Regions from separate parts of the Bos taurus genome. Here region 1 is linked to region 2. A link is a contact called in public Hi-C data. All regions are on one chromosome and are shown on one strand. Each heading gives the region's core, a stretch centred on a gene start, on an enhancer-like site or on the middle of the called end of the contact. The rest is flanking DNA. Distances are from core to core; before and after follow the strand shown.

What was found. Hi-C and Micro-C count contacts between places; a contact is called where the count stands out from the background.
Region 1: a contact with region 2 is called in a Hi-C map of liver, with 4 times the contacts expected there. The contact joins the promoter of CSF1 here to the enhancer-like site in region 2. A contact is called at or near these places in 3 of 11 Hi-C or Micro-C datasets (liver, skeletal muscle and skin fibroblasts).

What each region holds. Positions count from the first base shown.
Region 1 is chr3:33,506,758-33,512,330 of ARS-UCD2.0, forward strand. CSF1 (colony stimulating factor 1) reads right to left here and starts at 2,100. Exons shown (of 8, transcript NM_174026.1): 1 at 2,062-2,100. The coding sequence starts at 2,100.
Region 2 is chr3:33,447,379-33,452,723 of ARS-UCD2.0, forward strand. No RefSeq gene overlaps it. Among named protein-coding and RNA genes, the nearest start is that of AHCYL1, 5.2 kb to the left of the region's middle. Within about 2 kb of position 2,928, at least 22 of the 102 cell types and tissues checked have an H3K27ac peak or open chromatin away from gene starts, as enhancers often do. A contact at or near this core is called in liver and skeletal muscle, where this site is marked.

The sequences.
Region 1 (5,573 bases), core at 850-3,349, 59 kb after region 2:
ACCAGGGAGAAGCCCTGGCTGGGCTCCAGGGAGGTTGCAGGGAGGAGGGGCCACAGTAAGACCTTCAAAGATTGGGGGGGTGGGGGGGTGGAGAACGGGGGCGGAGGGGGTGGAAGAGGGGAGTTGATGGCAGAGAGAGGAGGGGGAAGGGGGGCCTGAAGGAAAGAGGCTCAGGATGGCCCAGTGCTGTTCAGCACCAGGGCCTGGTGAGGGTCCTGGTCTGACCTGGGAGAGGGATACTGTGGAAGAGGGAGAAGAGTCATGGAGGGAACACTGGCCTTTGTTGGATGGTTAAGGAGGGAGTTCTGGGTGGGAATGGCTGTGCCAGCCCTCAGGAACCTGCACTTCAGGACCCACAGGAGGATACTGGGCCATGCAGAACGTATGTCTCTGCCCCAGGCTGGTTGCCCCTGAGACTCCAAGCCTCAGGTGTCAGTGGTTTGGAGGAAAGGGTCCATGGGGAAGGGGATGCTCAGGAAGACAGCCTTGCCACAGACAAATTAAGATATTGATGTTTGAGGGCAGCCAGGAGAGGGCAATGCTTAACCCCAAGGGCTGCCTGGCTTCTGGGGTTATTTCAGGCATCAGTGTGGGGAGTGTACAGCCACCATATGGGAGGCTGACTTTGAAGGTGGCTAAAGGGGACCACCCCTGCACCTGGGGCCTTGACTTGGCCTAAGAGGAGGAGCTGGACAGGTACCCAAGGGTTAACACTCTAGCTTGTGTCTGGCTGGGCTGGCTCTTCTCCCCACTCCTTTCTTCTTCCCACCCACCAGCTTTGGCCTCTGGGACAGCCCTAGGAATCTCTGCTTCAGGCTCAGAGAGACTCTGGGACATCTCAGCCCAGCCACCCATCCTCACCTGCTTCTCACCCTGTCCCAAATTCCCCAGCAAAATGGTCCCTGGAGAGACCTTAGCATGAGTGGACCCTCAGGCTGCCCCTGTCCAAAATCAGCCTCTTTCCTTCCACATTTATCTTCCTCCTCTTTCTTCAGCGTCTCACTTCCAGCCCCTATTTGTCTTGTTGCCCGTCACCTCACCCTTCCTGACTTCCCCTCCTAACCCCATCTCATCTCTTTCAGCTGGCTCTTCCTCCTCATGAAAGGCTTGTCCCTATCACCCTACTTGCAACCTCCCTCCCTTATCCTCTGAATAATTTTCTGCTTCTCTCGCTGCACCCCACTCCCCCACCAGGTTTCTCCTCTAGAATTCCTCAGATGCAAACCCGTTGGCAGACCACTTACTGTTCGTTAATGGAGTCACTCTGCACCATCTAGCAGCTGCCCCAGCTACAGCCCATGGTTCGGGCAGGGCAGCGGTGAACCGCCCGCAGCCCCTGTCCACAGTTCTGCAACCCCAAACCTTCCTTCCACCTTCTCTACCATCATCAAGCCCAGGAGCTCCCCGACTGACTGAACCTGAATCTGCAGGAAGATCCATAGCCGGCACCAGGCAACTCTGGTACCCCCATCCCCCACAAAACAGACTTGATCCAGCCACCCAAATGCCCAACAGCTCCGGTCTGGGAGCTGGAACAAGTAGTGGCTTGCCCAGCTCCTTCCTTCTGCCTTGCGTTCTATAAGCTGGACGGCACCTGAACTTTCCCCATTCAGAAGCTCCCACTCCCCAGCAGGACCTAGAAGCATGCGTATGGCTCGTGTGGAATGCCCACTGGGCAGGCGCCACCCTCAGGCGCACAGCCATTCCGCCTGTCCCTTGGCGGTGGAGAGAGTCTAGGACGGAGCTTCTGCCCCTTGACTGCAAACCCCTCTCCTTTGCCCGCAGGTGGCTCTGTGTGCCTCTTCCTGCAATGGGGTAAGCAGTCTTCCCTTCTCCAAAGAGGTGCCGCAGCCCCTGGAGCAGCTGCAGGGCCGCTTCTGGTCCCAGCCCCAGCGCAAGAGGGGCCTCGCGCAATCGGCGTGCAAAGATGGGCCCGGTGCCGGGGGACGGAAGAGCCTCAGCAGTCGGCGCGCGCTGGGCAGTGGGCTCCGAGGAGCCGTGCCGCGCCGCCAAGCTCCAGTCCCAGCCCGGCCCGGGCCCGGTGCCGCGGCGATCGCTTACCGTGGGAGGGCAGCGCCCGGCGGCGCCCCGCGCGGTCATACGGGCAGCTGGGTCCCGGCCGGGCGCGTCGGCCGCCCTCGCTCTGCCGCTCGCTGTCTTGATCGCTGGCCTCTGCAGAGTCCGCGCCCTGGCCGAGGGCCGCGCTGCTGACCCGGGAGTGTAGAGGGACTCTCGGCAGCGCGCGGAGCACCCAGACAAACTTTCACTTTCCCCGAGCCGGGCTCCACTGGCCAGCTCCTCGGCACAGCCTTTTAAGCGGACTTGTGAGGCATGTGGTTTATGGGAAATCACCTTGGACAGGCGCCAGACACACACACACACACACGCACACACACACAGGCGCGGGCGCACTGACACAGACTCACACACTCCGGAGGCCCACTGAACGCCTCCCCGCCCCCACCCAGCGGGCCGGTCTTCTCCGTTTGTCTTCCAGTCGCCCTGTGTGCTGCGCTCAAAGCCAAAGCCTTCAAGAAAGTAACGCGGGCTCCGCCGCCTCCCGCCCTCCAGCGCGCGGATTTTGGACAGAGCCTGGTCTTTCCTTCCGCGCTCTCCAGGCGGATCCGGTGCGCTCTCTCTCGTTCTAATATTTGTCTCAAGGGACTTTCCCTCTGGGTCTGAAAATTCCCAAATCTGAGCAGGAAATGGCCTGAGAGCAAACACCGGAGACCAACTGCGCTTGCTGCGGCACCTTGTGGAGCCTTAGTCAGCAGGTTTGGGGGCAGCCCTCTCCTTATGCAGCCCCCAAAGCGCCCACCCAGGCTCTGTCTTCTCTTCTGGGGGCAGGGCACAGGCAGAGAAGCTACTACCCGGCCAGAAGGGGATGAATTGTGTCCTGTGACGGGGGCTGGGACACTCTGCTGTGTCCCAGGAAATGCTTCCCACACCTGACCTGCAGGTGATGTAAACTCTGGCTGGAACCCAGGTTCCCTCCTGAGCTTCAGACCTAGGGAGAATGGCACCCAAGCCCTACAGTTCCCTGATGCTTTTGAAAATGCATTTACTGAAATGATTAAGCTCATTTTGTCTCTATATGAAAATGAATCTAAATGAGGCTAAATAGGACGAGCCTGTTAATCATAACGTCAAATTCAAGAGCTTTTTCTTTCTTCAATTCACTAGGATTCAATGTTTCAGTCTCTTTGTGGCTCCACCCACCCCTAGCCCCTGGGAAATATGTTATAGGCAGCCATGTCTGGAAGGGGCATCTCCTGTCACTTATTCCAGCCCCAATTAGTAATTTTATAACTGCTTGCTCTTATTAATACTGGTGCCTCTGTTTACAATGCTCCTTTCCCAACTTGTGCTTAAGGCAAACACCTCATCTGTCAAGGCTGAAGTCACAAACACCACATCCTTCACCAGCAGAGCCTTTTTTGACTCCTCAGGCAGATCAATGATTCCTGTCCCTGTGGTCTCACTGAATTTGGCTCCTTTCTCTGTAGTTTCTCTGATAAATTGTCATTCATTCATTGTCCACAATATTCTAAAAGTGTTTCAAGGGGTGCTGATAGCTATACTCTGGAGCATCAGACTGAAGCTTCAGCCGCACTGAGATGGAGACTTCCTCCAAGCTGGTCCTGTGTTTCAGTTCAGTTCAGTTGTGTCCAATTGATTCTTTGCAACCCCATGGACTGCAGTATGCCAGGCTTCCCTGTCCTTCACCATCTCCCAGAGTTTGCTCAAACCCATGTTCATCGAGTCGGTGATGCCATCCAACCTTCTCATCCTTTGTAGTCCCCTTCTCCTCCTGCCTTCAGTCTTTCCTAGCATCAAGGTCTTTTCTCATGAGTCAGTTCTTGGCATCAGGTGGCTAAAGTATTGGAGCTTCAGCTTCAGCATCAGTACTTCCAATGAATATTCAGGACTGATTACCTTTAGGATTGACTGGTTTGATCTCCTTGCACTCCAAGGGACTCTCAAGAGCTTTCTCCAGTACCACAGCTCAAAAGCATCAATTCTTTGGCGCTCAGCTTTCTTTATGGTACATCTTTCACATCCATACATGACCACTGGAAAAACCGTAGCTTGTCTTATGTTTATCTCCAAATTGAAAGTGCCCAGCACATACTTGGTACCCAGTTGATAGTGACTGAATCACCTGAAGCCATTAGAGAATAATTCATTCATTTGACAAATGTGCACCATGTGGCTACTACGTGCTGGGCACTGGGCTACACCTGGGAATGTGATGATGGACATGTCAGCATATCTCTGCTTTCACGAGTTTGGGAGTAGTCAGAGCTTAAAAGGTGTGGGGCAGCCCTGGATGCACAGAGACTTGAGGAAGGAAGGCCTGAGACTGAGCCCAGCCAGAGGAAGGAGGCTAAGGCCTTGCTTCCCCTGGGCATTGTCAAATGGTTCCAGTACAAAATGATTTAAGATAGATAACATGTTGACACGACTTGTTCTTAGGACTGATAAGAGGTTGGAGGAAGTGATGTGACAAGATAAACCTCTTGTCTTGTTGTTCAGTTCAGTTGCTCAGTCATGTCTGACTCTTTGCGACCCCATGAACCGCAGCACTCCAGGCCTCCTTGTCCATCACCAACTCCCAGAGTTCACCCAAACCCATGTCCATTGAGTTGGTGATGCCATCCAACCATCTCATCCTCTGTCGTCCCCTTCTCCTCCTGCCCCCAATCCCTCCCAGCATCAGGATCTTTTCCAATGAGTCAACTCTTTGCATGAGGTGGCCAAAGTATTGGAGTTTCAGCTTCAACATGAGTCCTACCAATGAACACCCAGGATCCTTTAGGATGGACTGGTTGGATCTCCTTGCAGTCCAAGGGACTCTAAAGAGTCTTCTCCAACACCACAGTTCAAAAGCATCAATTTTTCAGTGCTCAGCTTTCTTTGTAGTCCAATTCTCACATCCATACATGACTACTGGAAAAACCATAGCCTTGACTAGACGGACCTTTGTTGGCAAAGTAATATCTCTGCTTTTTAATATGCTATCTAGGTTAGTCATAACTTTCCTTCCAAGGAGTAAGCGTCTTTTAATTTCATGGCTGCAATCACCATCTGCAGTGATTTTGGAGCCCAGAAAAATAAAGTCAGCCACTGCTTCCACTGTTTCCCCATCTATTTGCCATGAAGTGATGATACCGGATGCCATGATCTTAGTTTTCTGAATGTTGAGCTTTAAGCCAACTTTTTCACTCTCCTCTTTCACTTTCCTCAAGAGGCTTTTTAGTTCTTCTTCACTTTCTGCCATAAGGTGGTGTCATCTGCATATCTGAGGTGATTGATATTTCTCTGGGCAATCTTGATTCCAGCTTGTGCTTCCTCCAGCCCAGCATTTCTCATGATGTACTCTGCATATAAGTTAAATAAGTAGGGTGACAATATACAGCCTTGACATACTCCTTTTCCTATTTGGAAGCAGTCTGTTGTTCCATGTCCAGTTCTAACTGTTGCTTCCTGACCTGCATACAGGTTTCTCAGGATGCAGGTCAGGTGGCTTGGTATTCCCATCTCTTTCAGAATTTTCCACAGTTTATTGTGAT
Region 2 (5,345 bases), core at 1,678-4,177:
GATGTGACTTCACTTACCTGAGTGCCCGGCCCAAATGGAGGCTGGGGAGGCTGGCCGAGGGGAGTCAGAGTGCTTGCACTGAAAGTGGGGGGCCAGCACGCCTTGCCCGGGTGGAAAGGCAGTAGGCCTAGGTGGCTCATGTCAGGCGAGAGCCACCAAGGGCGTTCCTGGAAACCAGCCCCCTGCAGAGGACATGGGCGGTTGCCATCCCACCCGCCAGGTATGGGCTGCAGATCAAAGCGTTCACCCAGTCAGAGTGTGATGACATGACACTGGTGAGAACCATTGCACGCTCCCTCCTCCCTCCCCCGATGGCCCCACAAGGCCATGGCTGTGACTGCCTATGCGTGAAAGAAATAAACATCCTACCCAACCTGGCCCTGGGTCTGGCTACCAGCCTACCCACCCAGCTCTCTGAACTGAGCCTCTATGCTGTGTCAGGTGGGTGAGTCAGGGCTTACTCCCCTGAACTGCATCACCCACACAGAGACGGCAGATGCTATGCGGACCCAAGGTCGGCAGGGACCTAAGGACAGGTGCACCTGTTATGTGTGGTGGGCGGAAGTAGTCTCCAAAGGGTCTAGAAATCAGAGGGGGGCCATGCTCTAGAAAGGAGCAGTCTGAGGAGAGAGAGATGAACTAGGACATGCTGTCACCACAAGCATGGTAGCACACTGGTACCATAGGTGGGCTGGGACTGCTTAATCAAATTCATTCTTCTGTCTACCCCCCCCCCCAAATTACTCTCCATGTGCATTCATTTTTTTAATTCATAAAATGTACAGTGAATGCTGGGCTTCCCTGGTGGCTCAGATGGTAAAGAATCTGCCTGCAATGCAGGAGACCCTGGTTCAATCCCTGGGTTGGGAAGATTCCCTGGAGAAGGAAATAGCTACCCACTCCAGCATTCTTGCTTGGAGAATCCCATGGACAGAGGAGCCTGGCAGGCTACAGTCCCATGGAGTCACAAAGTGTCAGGCACGACTGAGCAACTGACACACACACACCATGACTGCTGAAGATGTGCTCAGAGCAGTACTAGATGCTGGGACCACAGAGACAAGTGAAGTGCCGATCTCTACCTGGGAGTGATGGTGGGTGGAGGATGGGAGGGTGAGCAGGAAAGGCTTTATACAGAAGGTGCTGCTCCAGCTGACTCTTGACAGATAAGCAGCTGGATAAGCCAGGGAAGGTATCTCAGGCTGAAGAAATAGCCTGAGAAAATGCAGGGCCCTGAGGCATCCTGGCATATTAGGAGAGCTGTAAAGATTTCAGTGTGGGTGGGGCATAGGGGCAGGGCTGGGTGGAATGAGAGCCACTGTGACAGCAAGATCCTGCGGAGCCTGGTGAGCTATGGGTGGGTGGTGGTGAAGGCGAGGAGGAGGAGAAGCAGGTCAGGTGGAGAGACTGCTGAGATAAGGAGTGAACTTGAGCCGTTTGAGTTTTATATTTGTGTGCAGTGCACACATATCCCAGAGGCCCCGGCGCTCCTAGGGTGGCGCCCTTCACACCTGCCTGCTCCCTGCTGGCCTGGCACACTCCAGAGCAGGGCTGTGCTCTCCCTAGGGCCCCTTCACCTCCTGTGGTACTGGCCCCACTTTAGCCATCTTCTTTCTGTCCCAGAGCTGCCTGATTGTGCAACCCTGGAGGCACCATAGGTGTAGTAAGTGATGTGAAAGGTGCCCTGGGAACACAGCTTCAGATTGCTGATCTGCCCTGCTGGCCCTGCGGGGACACCCGGGGCAAGATTGCTGGCTGTACCTCTGTGGCTCTGGGCACTGGCTCCCCTGGTGGGCCTTTCTCCTACTTCCCTCAATCCCCTGTTCCCCTCTTCTAGCCTTCTTCCTGCTCTTCTCTGCAATGCCAGCCCTGTTGGGAAGACTCTCCGAGGGCCAAGGCCAAGGAGAAAGGCTCCTCCTCCTCTTCTGCTTATGATGATCATATGTATTATTTATTTTACTATTTATGCTCACTTTGAACATACTCTTTAGAGGAAAGAAAAACCTATGAAGATGAAAATCTCTAGATCTCCATAAGTTCACTTGCAGTTCTTCTCAGTTTACAGAAGTGTACTTTTGCATACCTGATCGGTATGTACATGTCATTCCGTTTTGGTCAAATTATAGTATTTTGAAAACACATTACCACATACTGAGATTGTTTACATACTTATCATTGTCAGTGCTTCCCAAGGGTGCCATCATATTGCCATAGGAGTTTGCTTAACCGTTATCCTCTTGTTCTTAGAGTTCTTTCCAACTCAGTGCAATATAAACAGAGTGTATGTCAGGGTAGGAACAGTATGGGAATGGCTTTCAAGCAAAGCCGACAAGCCGGGGTCACAGCACCAGGTCCTGCTGGAGAGAAGGAGGAAAAATGTTAAGCAGTGGGGTCAATTGTCCTGGCTGTAAACAGGGCCTGGGAGAAGTCACACTTTGGCCGTAAGGGCATGTAAGGTCCACTGCCTGGAACTCACGAGGGCTGACTCATGTGGAGGCTGCATGGTGTGCAGGGAAGCTGGGCATCCAGGCAGACTGGAGGTGTGGCCTCCAGTCTTGACTTGACTACCAAGTTGGCCACTGGAATCCTGTGTTTTTCCTGGTCTCTGCTTCCTCATGCAAAGCAGGATGATAGCTCTCCATCTAGGGCTTGTGATGATCCAGTCCAACAAAATAATAAATATCAAAGAGCTTTGAACAAGTTGCATGTATTGTGCAAATATCAGTTATTAAGATGTGAGTCCAGGCTAGAAATCTGGACGGGAACGGAGTTACTATTGAGAGTTTGGAACTCTCTCTGTGCCCTGCTTCCCAGAATGATAGGAATAAACAGAAACCTGCTGGCTGCAGAAAAGGATTGTCACTGCTGATCCTGAGCACTTGTTTACGCTGGGATTGTACTTCCTTGAAAAGGAGGGCCGGACCTGCTCCAGCCGTGAGCAGCTGTCACTTCTCTGGGTCAACTTGGCTCCGGGTCTGGCTACTGTGTGTCTAGCAGCCTCTCCAGACTTCCACAGGTACTTTTTTCTAGGTTGGACCAGAGAGTCTGATATATTTTTTTTCAGTTTCTGGAGCTGAAGCTCATAAAAATTAAGGCTGAGAAGTCATCCAGTAATTGTAAACAATGTTCAAGGAATCTGTTCTGATGATTTTTTGTGCTGCTTTGTGTACTTTTCTGTGTGTGTGTGTGTGTTTATGGTGAGGAGTTTACCAAAAAGGCAGACTCCAGAAATTGTGAAACTGGCTTTGGCCTTCAGCCTCTGCCCATGTCTCTGCCAGTCAGTTATTTATTGATCGCCAACTCTGCTAGGTGCCAGGGAGCCCAAAGTCAGCAAGACAGACACACTTCCTGTCCTCATGGGGCTTAGAGTCAATAGCAGGCCTTGGTCACCAAATCTGGGTTCCAAATCTGGGTTCCTTCTGAAAGAGAAGCCCTCCTCTTTACTCTCCCCCTGTGCCCCACCCTGAAGAGTCCTTCCTAGAAGTAAAAGTCATCTTCTCCATGTCTCTGAGACCCTGCCAGACCCCAGGGTGGGGAGGAGGACAGCAGTCCAGCCCGAGTTCAGATTGACTTACCAACCCTTGGAGTTGCCCCGAGTCTTTTAGAAGCTTCTAGAACACTATCTCCCTGACAGATATCCTTTCCCAAGGCAATGGAGAGTGGGCTGGTGGAGGTGCCAGTGTGCCGAGAGTAGGCGCAGCAGGGCCTATCTGTGCCTGTCACACGTACCGCCTCCCCACCCACTGCCCGCTACCTGCTCCTTGCCAGGTCAATTAGACACCCTGCTGGGAGCTAGTAGAGGCATCTGCCTTGATTGGAAAGGTCCTACTGGGACTGGCAGGACAGGTGGGAGCTACAACTTCCCAAATCTCAAGTGGCCAGGGTCTTGCCCCCATTCACCCCAAGGCCCTGCCTGTGGCCAGTTTGTTGGAGCTGGAGGAGACAAAGTGGTCAGCTGCTGGTTGTGTGGAGGCTGCTGCTGGGTGGGAACTCGCCTTCCTCACCCTCTCTGGTGTGCAGGGCGGGCCCCATTGCATCACCCTTGGAGCCTCTGCTCCTGGCTTTGCAGCCAGCTGGGCCCCTGGAGGAGGGACTCTCCCTGTTTTTCAACAAACCGTTAACCATTTCATCCTCCTGGGCCTCCCTCTAGCAGACCTGGATTCCCAAGGCTGTCACTCGAGCCTGCCTGTCCAGACCTTAAAAACTTCCCTTCTGCTTCACAATGCACAGGTGCTCTGCCTTGGCAGCCCTTTGGGGGTTGGAGGCCCCATATTCCCCAACGAATGCCTCACCTCTTCCCAGGAAAAGAGTTAACTTCCGTCGTCCCCACCCTCAGCATTTGTCCCATTCTGCAGCAGTGAGGAAAGCCTCTCAGCCTCCATCATGAGCTCATGCCACTTCCACACTCCAAACAGAGTCGGACAAAGGATCAACACAACGTGTCAGATCAAGACTAAGAGCAGGGCCCAAGCCAGAAGCCAGGCACGTGGACATTGGCCTGGCTCCATAGGACCCTAACCGTTTCCTACAGACCTGCTCAGGCCTTTGCCCTGTTTAGAGGGACCAGGGAAGGTGTGGGTGGGGCGAGGGTCCTCAGGGGCCCAAGGAGCTGATAGAGGAGAGTCCCAAGTACACAGTGTTTCCCTGCTCCTGTAGGGGCTGGGTGAGGAGGCATGGGGGGCGGGGTAGGGACAGGAGGAAGGCAGAGAGGCCCTTCCAGTGAGTAAGGCCCAGGCCACATTCCTGCTCAGGACTTTCATCTCCCAGCCCCAGCCTTCCCCTCACTACCCCACCCATGTCAGGGCCTGAAATAGCCTGAAACTTCATCCAAGCCTAGGCCCAGTTCCCAAATTTAGTTCCACAAACATTTGGCTTCACCATAACTTGCAGAATCCTAGGCTGGGTCCTGTAGAGGATGTAGAGATGAATGAGGTTCAGCCTCTGCCTTCAGGGAGCTTGTAAAATGTTCCCTGTGACTACAGCCAAAGGCACATGATGCCTGCAGGAGAAGAAAAATGGTTTTCTGCGTAAGGAGTGGAAGCAGACTTGTGGAGGAGAATTGTTTTTGTTGAATCTCAAAGACTGAGTAGGACTTCAAAAGGCAGAAATGAGGGGCATTCATTCTGGATGGAAGGAACAGCAAGAGCAAACTTACAGGGGTGCGAAACTTAAGAGTATGTTCTGGAACATGACCCACAGTCTGGACTGGAGCACATGGGAGAGTACTGAGATGTTTTCCGTTTCCAAGCATGTGTCATTTAGCTGACAGTGTGTTTGTCCACCCTTGCTGCAGGCTGAGGGCTCCCAAGAGGCAAAGACATGTTGGTTCTAAGAATTGTATAGAC